Regions from separate parts of the Mus musculus genome. Here region 1 is linked to region 2. A link is a contact called in public Hi-C data. All regions are on one chromosome and are shown on one strand. Each heading gives the region's core, a stretch centred on a gene start, on an enhancer-like site or on the middle of the called end of the contact. The rest is flanking DNA. Distances are from core to core; before and after follow the strand shown.

Region 1 (6,222 bases), core at 2,856-5,355, 7.2 Mb after region 2:
GAAGAAGAAGAAGAAGAAGAAGAAGAAGAAGAAGAAGAAGAAGAAGAAGAAGAAGAAGAAGAAGAAGAAGAAGTCGTCCAGCAGTTTGGTCTTTGTGTACTTTTCCTTGGTCTAAACATAAACAGATTCTTAAAAAAAGTAGAAGCGCGTGGAGCAGCGGGCGAATGGTGGTCTTTGCGGAAGGCAGAGGGGAAGCGTTGAGGTCGCGCGGGGCTCAAGCGCATCTCACGTCTCACCAGGTCCGACCATAAAGCAAGGTAGAACAAGACATGGCGCCATAGTCCGAGCCCGAGGAGTTCAGATGGGATAGGCTGGAGACCTGGCCCTGCAGCCCCGCGGGGCTGGCTGCGTGGTGCGCCAGGTCCGGGGACTGCCCTGCGCTGCCCGGCTGGTGGCCTGGGTGTGCTCCTAGACCCGCGCCACCGCTGCCCACTGAGATGGCCGCGGCAGCCGCTTGCGCCGCCTGCGCCTGCTGCTGAGCTTGTTGCTGCGCGTGGCTTTGCAGGCTTGCGGCTCCCGGGGCAGGGGCGCCCGCCTGGCAGGGTTTGCCGTCTTTGACTAGGACCGGCACGGCCACCCGGCGCGGCGACTGCTGCTGAGCTTGCTGCTGCTGCGGGCATCCCGCACCGCCACCGCCGCCTCCGCCGCCGCCGCTGTCCTGCTGCAGTTGTTGCTGCGCCGCCTTGTCCTTAGCCTGGCGCTTCATCTTGTAGCGGTGGTTCTGGAACCAGATCTTGACCTGCGTGGGTGTCAGGTGAATCATGCTGGCCAGATGCTCGCGCTCCGGCGCCGACAGGTACTTCTGTTGCTTGAAACGTCGCTCGAGCTCGTACACCTGCGCCTGGGAGAAGAGCACCCGGCGCTTCCGGCGGGGCGCACTGGGCAGCGGGGCCATGTTCTTGCTCACGTCCCCCAGCGAGCCCAGGCCGCCCATGCCACTCATATTCATGCCGCTCGCCGGGCCCATGAAGCGGGAGACTGTAAGCGACAAACGCACAGCGGTCGGCTGGGGCCGGGGCCGGGGCAACCCCGCTTTCTGTGCCCTTGGCCTGCCCGCCCCAACTTTCGACGGCATCCTCCTCACCTAGGCCGCCGCCTAGTGCTCTTTCCCAAAAGAGGCCCAGCTAGCGGGCCGTGCCGTCGAACTACTTAAGGGTTTAAAGTCTAGCTACTCCTCATTGGTATCAGTGTCCCTTTAGACCCAGAATGTGCAGTGAGGGAAAAGGGTTGCTTTGACTCCTTTCATGCCCAAGCCAGGTGGGAGACCCAAGGGTGCAGAGAGCTGGGGTCGGACGGTAGACCAAGTTCAGGAGCTTAACAAAAGGGAGTTTTCACTTACAAACGCCCCAGCTTCCAGGCGCTTGGCCTCTCTGGCTTTCTCTCTTGCGGGCTCTAGGTGAGGACAGCCACCCGCCCGACCCACGTAGAGCCTCCTCCAGAGCTGTGCGCCCTCCCAAGCCACCCAGAGGGAGACTTTTAGAAATCGAGGCAGCCCGACCGGGATGCATCCCAGCAGGGCGGCTCTCTCTACTCGCCCCTCCTGGTCCCTAACTCCTCTGGCCCGAGTTCCTAGCCTCCCTAGCCGAGTCCCGGGTGGGCCTTCCTTAGCTCCCTGAAGTCTTGAGCATCAAGTCTGTCCTTGGTGCCTGCGGTGGTCGGGTGCTAGCACCTGTCCGCAGGACCCCAGCTCTTCTAAGTACCTCCTTTGAAACCCTTGCCCAGCGGGGGGAAGAAAGTCCAGTGCCCTCACCCCACTCCTACACAAGGCTGTTCGGCTGCCCACCCCGATGCCCAGCGCCACCGGCGGGCGCCGCACCTCGCCGGCCGCGCCGACCGCGCCTCCGGTGCTTAGCCCGCGGCCCCGCGGCGGGGCGGCCTCACTTACTGGCGGGGAAGCGCGGGTCTGGGTTGGCGCCGTACCATCCGGGGCCCGAAGCGCTGTTCCGCATGGTGTCCTGGTAAGGCGGCAGCTCGCTCATGTTGCCCAGGTTGCCGTTGCAGTAGCCCCCCACGGCGGAGTGCGAGAGCTGGGGCACCCCCGCCGCCGTCATGTGGTAGGCGGCGGTGACGGCGCCGTGGTGCCCCACGGCGTGCTGCTGCATGGCCGCGGCCGGTGGGGCCGCCTGGCCCTGTCTGTACGCTGCGAGCGGAGCCCCGAGGCCGCCGCCCTCCATGCCCACTTTCTTGTAGCTTTCCTCCAGGGGACTCAAGATGTCAGACACTGAGAACGGAGTCGTGTGCTTTGGACTCATCGACATGATTCGGCGTCGGCTGGAGGAGGAAGGAAGAGGAGGAAAAAAAAAAGGGAGAGGGGGAAGGCGAAGCCTCGCTACTTTTTTTTTCTCCCTTTGCCAAATATTCTGGTGTTACCTTAACGCCGATCTTGTTGGATGTACACGTAACGGAGTGGACCGAGTCCGCCTTAATTGGCTTGAGTGGAGGCTCGGGGGCTGCCTCGCGTTTGTTTTAGCCCGGCGCCAGGTTTTAGGCAGCCACCAGAGGCGGGGCATAAGCGCTAAAGCAACAAGACAATAGAAGCCTACATCTTGCCCGAGATAATTAGCTTACATGCTGATGACAAGGTAAACACCTTTAAGCTTCACTTGTCAAGATTTTTAGGTCTCAAAGAGAGAAAGAAGGAGAGAGGGAGAGAGAGAGAGAGAGAGAGAGAGAGAGAGAGAGAGAGAGAGAGAGAGAACCAAAGCATTACTTTCCCCCTCCCTTGGACACCCCCACCCCCATTTTTGTGGGGTGCCTGTGGCGCGCGAGGAAAAGGCGGGGGGGGGGGAAGGAGGAGGGAACCGAGAGCGGGAGGGCCAGAGGTGGGGTAGAGAATAACCTAAGGGGAGGGATGGAAAGGAGAACGGAAGGTGAATACTGCTTTGCAACCAACTTGGGGAGTTACAAAGTGGAACCGCGGTCCAATTTGGTCGGGGTTCCGAGGTCAGGGGCTGGCCTTTGGGGGAGAAGGGGGCTGAGGAGCAGGGAGCGGGATTTCACCTGAGCCTGCCGGGGCTGCTCCTCCCTCCCGCTGCGGCCTCCCAGCCCCGCGCCTTCCCACCGCCTCCGGACCACATCGGGCTTCGCTGCGCTGAGCCCCAGTCACCACCAAAAGAGTGTGCGAGTCTGGGGATGAACCCTGGGGCTGCACTGTTGGTCTATGTGTCTGTCAGTCTGTCTGCTTCTTCTGCCGCCGCCGTCAGAGGGACACCTCTGCTCCCCGCCCCCTTTCCCCTTACCCGAGAGAATCCCAGCGGGCGGAGGGGGAGCTGAGTAAGGGAACGACTGCCTCCGGGAGGCTGTCACCGATCCCCGCGCCACCCCCCACCAAGCTCCTGGCTCCCTAGCGGACCAGCCCCCCCAGCCCACCCCACCCCGCCGCTCCCTTTCTCCACCCCTTTTGCCGGCCCAGGCAAGTACACCGCTGGCCCTCTGAGCTACGAGGCTAAGGGTGCGGGGGATTAACAGGAGAGTCCACCACGGAAGTTGCCCCATCTCGAACAAACCTGGTGCCCCTGACCCTTGCCCATGGCCTGGATACTTCGGCTTCAGAAGCTGATGCTGTCTTTCCGAGGACATCCCAGTCCCAGCACCCCAGCTCAGATCCCCGCAGTTTTCCCTTCCGATGCTTCAGTGAAAGCCCGGGCGGGGAGCCGCGTGAGCGCCCGCAGATCCGTTGCAGAGTGGAACTGAGTCTGAACCCGGGTGGAACTCGTTGTCCGGGAGGAGGCGAATATCTCGACGCCCGCAGCCCAGCGGGCGGGAGGCTGGGCTGAGGCTCGCCTCCTCCCGGAGCTCAGCCATGCAAAAGTGCACTTGCTTCCCCGGGAATAACCAAATATCTTTGTCTAAAGTGGCGGCGTAAATGGCCGGTCGCTTTGTGGCCACGCTGGATATTAGTAGATGAGGATCATTCTGCTTCAATTGGGCGCCTCTCATCCGGCTAGGAAGAAACTGCTTAGGAGGAAGTGGGTTTCCTGTCTGAGCGTTCCCAGGCTTCAAGTGTGAGCCCCGCGCCTTGAGGGTCCTTGGGCGCCTGGCAAGGGGGAGCTGTGGGCTGTGCTCCCTAGCGGGCCCGGGGGCGTCAGCCTCATTGCTGTTACCAGGTCAGGATCAGCAGCTAAGTGGGTTACCCAGCCAAGCCCTGCATGGCACAGATTTGGAGACCACCTCCGTTTTTTTTTTTTTCTCCTTGGAATTTAAGCGTTTTCGTTATTGTTTGTTTTTGTTTTGGCTTTGCTTGTCTGCTGTTCGAGCTTTCTTGGAGCGCTAGAGGCTGGGAGGGCGGAGTGCTTCCTGGCCCGGCAGGTGCCTCCTAGACACTTCGGCGGCCAGTCAAGGAGGCTTCTTGATTTTGGTTTTTGTTTTCACATTTTCTTTCCCCTCCTTGTAGTGAGGGAGCTCCCGATAATGAACAAGCAGTTTTGAACTACTTAATTCAGCAGGGTAGGCTCCTTTCCATTAATAGCAATTATAGTATGGAAAGTTGTTTTATTTGCTTTTTAAGATCTCTCCTTGAAGAGTGCTCTCTACTCCCTCAACACAAAGCCGACGACTAAACTAACATTAGCTTTCCTCACCACCTACCTCCATCGTGAAGGGAAGGAAGGCTCTGGGCATCAGCGGGCCTCCCATCTGGGCCCGCATTTTCGAACCGCCCCCGAGGTGGCTTTGAAGCAGGGAACCCCGACTTTAAGCGGCCAGGTGCGTTGTGTCTCTGTAGCTAAGGACAAGTGGAAAGCAGAGCTCTGCGCTCTCCTTTCCCAGGGACTTCTCTGGGGGGCGCTCTCAAGATGAGCTACAGCACTTTGGTCTACAGTGTCGAGAGTGCAGGGAGGGGAAGCCACGCTAGATCAAGTGAACGGCAGAAAGGGCAGGCAAAGCATAATGCAGACCTAGTCTGAAGGCGCGACCCAGATCTGCTAGCATTGGGAACGGGATCGTCTTAGGAAGTCCCTGGTCCTCCGTCTCCATTTAACCCCGTTATTTTATAATTGTTGGTGGTCATAGGAACACCAAGGGTAGAGTGTCATTTGTCTCTCCCGGTTTTAGTGCCACTTACAGAAGGAGGTAATTCTTCAGAAGGTTTTTTGGTGAGATTTAAGCAAAATCAGGCACATCAAAACACGCCCAAAGCTTTGAGGGAAGAAAATTAAGCTCACTAACAAGGTCGATATTTCTGTGTCTGTGGTTAATATCAAATCCATTGCTTCTTCGGGGGGCCTGTTAGTCTGGAGTGAAAGGTTTGTTCAATCTTCTACAGTCTCTGAGCCGTGCAGCCCGGACCTTCAAAAACACCAGCAGGTGGCCAGTTTGGGAGAATGTACACAAGCTGCATCTTAGCCCTACTGTAACTAGGGGCCCCCATCCCCAGCCGCACAGCACTAGGTGAGGGGCTGAGCTTCAGTCAGAGTTCGAGGGGAGTGATGCCTGGCAACCCCCATGCTTTACCCTGAAGGGGAGGGGAACTGGACTGAGCTTCAAACTTCTCCTGCTGGCACCAATGCCAACAGCTCCCATCTAGAACTGGGGGTGAGGGGCTCTGTTGCACTCTGTGACTTGAACCAAATGAACTTCCCATACTTCTGCCCCTTCATAAACATCCACCATTCTGGATTATTTCCCATGAGCACTGACATCCACAAGAGTAAGCCAGAATTCTCAAGAGCCTTTGGGGGCCTGGGGGGGGTGTTGGGTGGGTGGGTGGGGAGCCACCTATTTATCTCTGAACTCATCCATGCAAAGATCTTGAGAATTCTCACCAGGTTAGTCTTTCTGACTAGAGAGCATGCTGCCTCTCTGACTCATCTTGAACAGGACCCACTCGGGTTAAACCAGAGATATTTTTTTCCCCTCTTGTAGCTGTGGATTAATTCTTAAAAACCTAGTCCACCCCTCATGGCTGGTGCCTCCTGCGCTGTCAGTAGACTGGCCTTGTGGCTAGCAGGACAGAGCTCAGCCCTCATAAGGTTATTCCCTGGTTCAGCCCCAAGGGTCCTCTTTAATCTCACTAGTTAGGAATCAAAGGGCTGCAGAGACTCAGGCTTCACCAGAAGAAGAGCAGAGTAACCATTAGTCTTTGCAGCAGTGTAGCAGAGGGACACTTCCTTCTTCCCCTCCAGTGTCTCTTTGAAAGCTCACTGGTAGAACGCTAGAGAGAGGATGTCCAAACCAGATCTACCACTTGCCACCTACACCTCAGCTTGCTTACTTCCAACTCCC
Region 2 (6,752 bases), core at 1,900-4,399:
TTAGGAAGAGATTATAGACAAGTTGGCTCTAGGGAAGGCAGACTTCATTTGTTACAGAACCACTGAAATACCTGGATGTCTCAGCATGGGATCTACTGACTCCCACATGTCAAGAGGTCACAAACCGTCCTGTGCATTTGTAAGAAGAGAACTTTAGCTTGAGTTTGTCTCTGCTCCCAGGGGAAAGATGGAAGTTGATAAATATGGCCCACCCTTGTTACTAGAAAGTAAAGATGGCCCAAAACAAAACAAAACAATGTACCCAAGAAAGAAAATGCAACATCCATCCACCCTCAAAGATGGAATAAAAATAAGCTGCCCCCTGCTCGAATGAAGTGCGCTGTGTAAGCTTGGAGATTAATTTTAAAATTGACAAGGAATAATCTACACTTCTCCAGCAACTCTTCTGCTGAAATTGCTCGCTCTACAATTCTTGTCCTTTTTTTTTTTTGAGTGAGTAGGTAGTGGATGAGAGCTGAGGTCTACGAGGTCACCACTATGTAAACTAACAGATCACATTTACTCTGGTGTGCTCTTCTATTCATTACTTTCCTAAGACTACACATTTGCAAATTTATATGTGTGAGGTTAAATTGATTAGGAGGGAAAATTATACTGGTGGGGGGATTTGTTTCCGGTCTGAGACCACTGGCTGCCTGCCCTCTGTCTTCTGAAGGTAATCACAGCGACTAGGAGGCTGAAAACAGGGCTTTATGTGCAGAGGGAAGAGGCCCTCGGTGGACGTGGGCAGGACTTCAAATCCAATTTGCACCCAAATTGGTTGGTAGGATATACAAAGCCTCATCCAGAGACTTTCAACTTCACAATACTTTGTCCAGGAACTCCTTCCCCCTCTGCTTCAGCTAGCAGCAGATCTAAAAAGAAACCATTGCTTACACAAATATAAGCCTCTGAGTAAACAGTGCATGTTTTGTTGAACAAGCCTGATATACATATGTGTGTGCATTCTGATATATAGCCCCATCTCACCATAAAGAACAAGTAAAATTATTTAAAGGGATTCAAACTTGCTTTTTCGGGAATTGCAAATAACCTTTGCATCAGGAAACTAGTTTTAATATTATTTCAAACTATATGCTATGTTTTTACGATCAATCATCCTGCTTTGAGAGACTCGCATTCACGTAACCTTAAAATAACACAGCACACCCTTAATCTGCATGCAAAACAATTTTCAAGCCGCCATAAGCCTTGACATATAAAATCAGAGTATTGCAGCTCTCACTGTACAAAACCCAGTTTTTGCTCCTTGAAAGTAAACAGAAGAAAAAAAAAAAACCTTACTTTGCCTGCTAATTTCTTCCACGGGGTAACAAAACAATACACACTTAGCTTTAACCTAAGAAGCACCTCAAAACATTAAAAATTCATCAGTCAGAGCTGGTGTTGTATTCAAGGAACAACTCCTCCAGTTCACTGCTGAGCTCAGATTTGAATAAAATGTCCAATGTTAACAAACAATACCCACGTTTGGCACTTTGTGTATTAAATTGATCAAACAGATTTTAGGAGACACAATGCACAATTTGTACAGACCTGATTGAGTTAATATAATATCAGCAAATTTTACATCGAAATGATTCTGTTTCTTTTCTTTGTGTTTAAAACCAGCACAGATTACAAATTTTAATGATCTGAAAATGTTTGGTATACAAAATCATGCTTATTTCAGTATTAGCAAAAACACAAGAAATTTTTCAACACAAACACCCAGCTGTGTCTATTTTAAAAGCAGTTCAATGACAGCTTGCACTTATGAGCATGCAATCAGCTAATTTCGCTTTTTTTTCTTCTGTGTTAATCAACACTTTCCTTCCTGCATATCAGAGTACAAATAGTATAGTTACTCCACATCAGTAAATGTTTACGTAACCTGTCCTTTCCCAAGAATCCGGTTACACCGAATCATTTCACGCTAGACCGACTACGAAAACGTACCGGGCCGTCCACCTCTGAGGGAGCCCCGGGAGCCATTATAAGCGGTGGTGAGAAGGGGGGCTGGGGGATGGGGAGGAGTAGGTGGAGGAGTGAAGGGGAGAGGAAAGGAGGGAGGGAGAAGGGGTGGGTTAGTGAAAGGGGAAGAAGGGAGAGGGGAGGAGGAAGGAAGGCAAGCGCATTGAGGAACCACCAGGGAAAATGGGCCTGAGGAGGAGAAAAGAGTGGGAAGGGAAATGAACAAGACAACCCAGGCTCACAGATCTCTCTAGCTAGGTTGGCAAAGCTCATCACGTCGCCAGGCTCCGTGAGAAACCCCAAGCCTAGAAATCAACCTTTGGCACCAATGTGTTTTGCAAAGCTGATTGCTAGAACCCTGGCCTTTTCCGTCATGCATAGCTTGTTTTAAAGTCAGCGGATATGTAGGAAGAGATCCAAGCAGTGGAAGGATATTTGGGGACAAATAATCAAAGATCTCTTACAACACTCCAATAGATATAAAATTTGCTAGCTATTTGTAATTGTGGATAATTTTCGCTAGCGTTTCCCTCTCTTTCCCTCCCCTCTTTCTGCGCCCCATTTCAAATTTGGGGGGTGAGAACATCAGAATAACTCCCTATTATTTTGAGTATTGCATGTTTCTGGTAGATTTTAGTACCACACATAGGCCCTGTTTTTTCTCCTTCCTTTTTTTTTTTTATATCAAGACTGAGAGATCATTTAGCTAAGAGCTCATCAAAATGAATGCTGGCATGGGTAGAGTATTTTACCTTAAAGAGGAGGGGAAAGATACTCGTGACCTATGTGTCTCCACCTCCCTCTCCTCTCTGGCTACGGCCTCTGCTTACAACGTGGCGCGCTTTGAGCCAGTGAGGATTTGTGATCTGTGTGCTCCGCACTAAATTCCAATCCCTGGGAAATGCTGGGCCTTGGCCCTGGCCCTGGCCGCGATCTTTTTAAAGGCCTTGAATTACAAGCTACCCACTCGTTTCAACCTCCCCACCAAACCATCCCCCAAACCCCAGAAGCTAGGACTGTCAAATCCACCTTCCTTGGGCTCCCCAGAGCATTCCAGCAGCATCCAAGAAGGGTAAGAGCTGATTTCGCCCTACTGGTGTTTCAAGATTGAGGTTTTAAAGAGATAAAGTATTTGTGAAATGGGAAAAAGGAGCAAACATAGGATTTAAAAAAAAAAAAAACGGAAGTAGACGCCCACTCATATTTTCTTCAATGTCAAGCAAAATGAAAATATTTCCAGGATGATCGATCGCGGCTACCGGCTTCCAGTACTGCCTAGAAGCTGAAGAGGAGGTGGAGTGCCCGAGGAGACAACTGCCACCGGGTCACCCGCGCGTGAGCGCGACTCTGGGAGTGAAGCGAGACGGAGGGAGAACACACGTGTTACCTGCTTTATTTCGGGACTGTTTGGGTCTGTGCTCGCCCGGGGCAGCTCTCCGCCCGCCCGCCCGCGTGCGTGGAAGGCCTCCACAGAACGCACCCACCGCTCAGCCGCCCCCGCTCGCCGCCCTCAGCCCAGCTTCACAGCCGAGCTCGCCGCGGGCCGCAGGAAGCTGTAAGTACCGGCCTGGCCGTGGCCGCCCCCGCCCCACCTTCCAGGCCCCGTTCCCCCGATGCCCGGCTCTCCGGAGCTTGCTGGCCCGCTCGCTCCCAGGGCGCTGCCGGGGCCGCCGCGTCCCCAGGGTTCACGCCCTCTCCCGCACCCTCGCAGCTCGCCCCTCCGCCGCGCCCCCCGCCCCGCTCTTCCAGACAAAATTGGATACAAACTTTAATCAATAAGGATAAATATTGACGCGCAAAGGAAAATAATCCCATACAGGGAGGAGGCCACAGTCGAGCGGCCGCGGCCCGGGGCGCACGCCCCACGCTAATCCTGGCCGGGTGGGCGATCTCCCGCCGGTCCCCGCGGCTCCAGGCCTGGGCCCCGCCACCCGGAGGGGGCGGTGAGCGGGGGGCGGGGCCGGGGCGGGGCGGGGATGGGCGGGCCCTGGGCCCCCGATTGGTCGACGGCTAGCCAGACGCTCCTGCACGCCGGCGGCACTGATTGGTTCGGCAGTAGGAAAGGTTAAACCAAAAATTTTTTTACAGCCCTAGTGTGCGCCTGTAGCTCGGAAAATTAATTGTGGCTATAGCTGCCTCGATCGCTGTCTCCTAGCCTCGCTGCGGCCGCTCCGGGACGCGCCCGCCCGCCGCCCGGCTCTCCCCCCCTTCGGGCTGCCGCTGCTGCTGCTGTGACTGCTGCGGCGCGAGGAGGAGGAGGCAGCGGGGGAGGGGGAGGCCGGGCGCGGAACGGAGCGGGGCGCTGCACCCCGGGCGACGGGTTGCTTCTGCCTCTAGCCTCCCTCTCTCTCTCTCTCTCTCTCTCTCTCTCTCTCTCTCTCTCTCTCTCTCTCTCTCTCTATCTCCTCTCCCTCTCTCTCTCTCTCTCCCTCTCTCTTTCTCTCTCTAATTCTTGAGGGGTGGTTGCAGCTTTTGCTACATGCCTTGCCAGCGCCGGAGCCTGCGGTCCAACTGCGCTGCTGCCGGAGCGCTCAGTGCCGCCTCCGCTGCCCGCTCCCCCCGCGCCCCACTCCGAACCCGCTGGTCGCCCGCCGCGCTGCTGCCCGGCTCCCGTGCCGCCGCCGCCGCCGCCGCCGCCCCCCGACGCCTGGGTGATGCTGGACATGGGAGATAGGAAAGAGGTGAAAATGATTCCCAAGTCCTCGTTCAGCATCAACAGCCTGGTCCCCGAGGCCGTCCAGAACGACAACCACCACGCGAGCCACGGCCACCACAACAGCCACCACCCCCAGCATCACCATCATCATCACCACCACCACCACCCGCCGCCGCCCGCGCCCCAGCCGCCTCCACCGCCGCCCCAGCAGCAGCAGCAGCAGCCGCCCCCGGCCCCGCAGCCCCCGCAGGCGCGCGGCGCCCCAGCAGCCGACGACGACAAGGGTCCCCAGCCGCTCCTGCTCCCGCCCTCCACCGCCCTGGACGGGGCCAAGGCTGACGCACTTGGAGCCAAAGGCGAGCCGGGCGGCGGGCCGGCGGAGCTGGCGCCCGTCGGGCCGGACGAGAAGGAGAAGGGCGCGGGCGCCGGGGGGGAGGAGAAGAAAGGGGCGGGCGAGGGCGGCAAGGACGGGGAGGGGGGCAAGGAGGGCGACAAGAAGAACGGCAAGTACGAGAAGCCGCCGTTCAGCTACAACGCGCTCATCATGATGGCCATCAGGCAGAGTCCCGAGAAGCGCCTGACGCTCAATGGCATCTATGAGTTCATCATGAAGAACTTCCCCTACTACCGCGAGAACAAGCAGGGCTGGCAGAACTCCATCCGCCACAACCTGTCCCTCAACAAGTGCTTCGTGAAGGTACCGCGCCACTACGACGACCCGGGCAAGGGCAACTACTGGATGCTCGACCCGTCGAGCGACGACGTGTTCATCGGCGGCACGACCGGCAAGCTGCGGCGCCGCTCCACCACGTCTCGGGCCAAGCTGGCCTTTAAGCGCGGGGCGCGCCTCACCTCCACCGGCCTCACCTTCATGGACCGCGCCGGCTCCCTCTACTGGCCCATGTCGCCCTTCCTGTCCCTGCACCACCCCCGCGCCAGCAGCACTTTGAGTTACAACGGGACCACGTCGGCCTACCCCAGCCACCCCATGCCCTACAGCTCCGTGTTGACTCAAAACTCGCTGGGCAACAACCACTCCTTCTCCACCGCCAACGGGCTGAGTGTGGACCGGCTGGTCAACGGGGAGATCCCGTACGCCACGCACCACCTCACGGCCGCTGCGCTCGCCGCCTCGGTGCCCTGCGGCCTGTCGGTGCCCTGCTCCGGGACCTACTCCCTCAACCCCTGCTCCGTCAACCTGCTCGCGGGCCAGACCAGTTACTTTTTCCCCCACGTCCCGCACCCGTCAATGACTTCGCAGACCAGCACGTCCATGAGCGCCCGGGCCGCGTCCTCCTCTACGTCGCCGCAGGCCCCCTCGACCCTGCCCTGTGAGTCTTTAAGACCCTCTTTGCCAAGTTTTACGACAGGACTGTCCGGGGGACTGTCTGATTATTTCACACATCAAAATCAGGGGTCTTCTTCCAACCCTTTAATACATTAACATCCGGGGGACCAGACTGTAAGTGAACGTTTTACACACATTTGCATTGTAAATGATAATTAAAAAAATAAGTCCAGGTATTTTTTATTAAGCCCCCCCTCCCCATTTCTGTACGTTTGTTCAGTCTTTAGGGTTGTTTACTATTCTAACACGGTGTGGAGTGTCAGCGAGGTGCAATGTGGGAGAATACATTGTAGAATATAAGGTTTGGACGTCAAATTATAGTAGAATGTGTATCTAAATAGTGACTGCTTTGCCATTTCATTCAAACCTGACAAGTCTATCTCAACAGGCTGCCAGATTTCCATGTGTGCAGTATTATAAGTTATCATGGAGCTATCTGGTGGACGCAGGCCTTGAGAACAACCTAAATTATGAAGAGAGTTTTAAAATGTTAAATTGTAATTTGTATTTAAGAATTTGTAGTAAAGGTGCCCAAGGAATTATATTGGCCATTTATTGTTTTGTCCTTTTTCTTTAAAGAACTGTTTCTTTCCTTTTGTTTACTTTTAGACCAAAGATTGGATTCTAGCAAATGCACTTGGTATACTAAGTATTAAAACAAGTAAACAAACAAACGAAAAAGGAAGGTTGTTTAGTTGGCAACACTGCCCATTCAATTGAATCCGAAGGAGACAAAATTAAGGATTGCCTTCAGTTTGTGTTGTGTATATTTCG

Evidence for each region. A called contact is a pair of places that touch in the nucleus more often than the background predicts.
Region 1: a contact with region 2 is called in a Hi-C map of embryonic stem cells, with 12 times the contacts expected there. The contact joins the promoter of Nkx2-1 here to the promoter of Foxg1 in region 2. A contact is called at or near these places in 5 of 39 promoter capture datasets (cranial neural crest, embryonic stem cells, frontonasal cranial neural crest and 2 more) and 16 of 484 Hi-C or Micro-C datasets (cerebellar granule neurons, cerebellum, cranial neural crest and 7 more).

The regions. Positions count from the first base shown.
Region 1 is chr12:56,532,803-56,539,024 of GRCm38.p6, forward strand. It overlaps Nkx2-1 (NK2 homeobox 1), which reads right to left and starts at 4,106. Exons shown (of 3, transcript NM_009385.3): 1 at 3,507-4,106; 2 at 1,886-2,271; 3 at 1-978. The coding sequence starts at 2,258. The coding sequence ends at 233. Gm26973 (a long non-coding RNA gene) reads left to right here and starts at 4,388. Exons shown (of 6, transcript XR_872771.2): 1 at 4,388-4,704.
Region 2 is chr12:49,379,858-49,386,609 of GRCm38.p6, forward strand. It overlaps Foxg1 (forkhead box G1), which reads left to right and starts at 3,150. Exons shown (of 2, transcript NM_008241.2): 1 at 3,150-3,529; 2 at 4,444-6,752. The coding sequence starts at 4,629. The coding sequence ends at 6,074. Gm34304 (predicted gene, 34304) reads right to left here and starts at 1,971. Exons shown (of 2, transcript NR_168648.1): 1 at 1,960-1,971.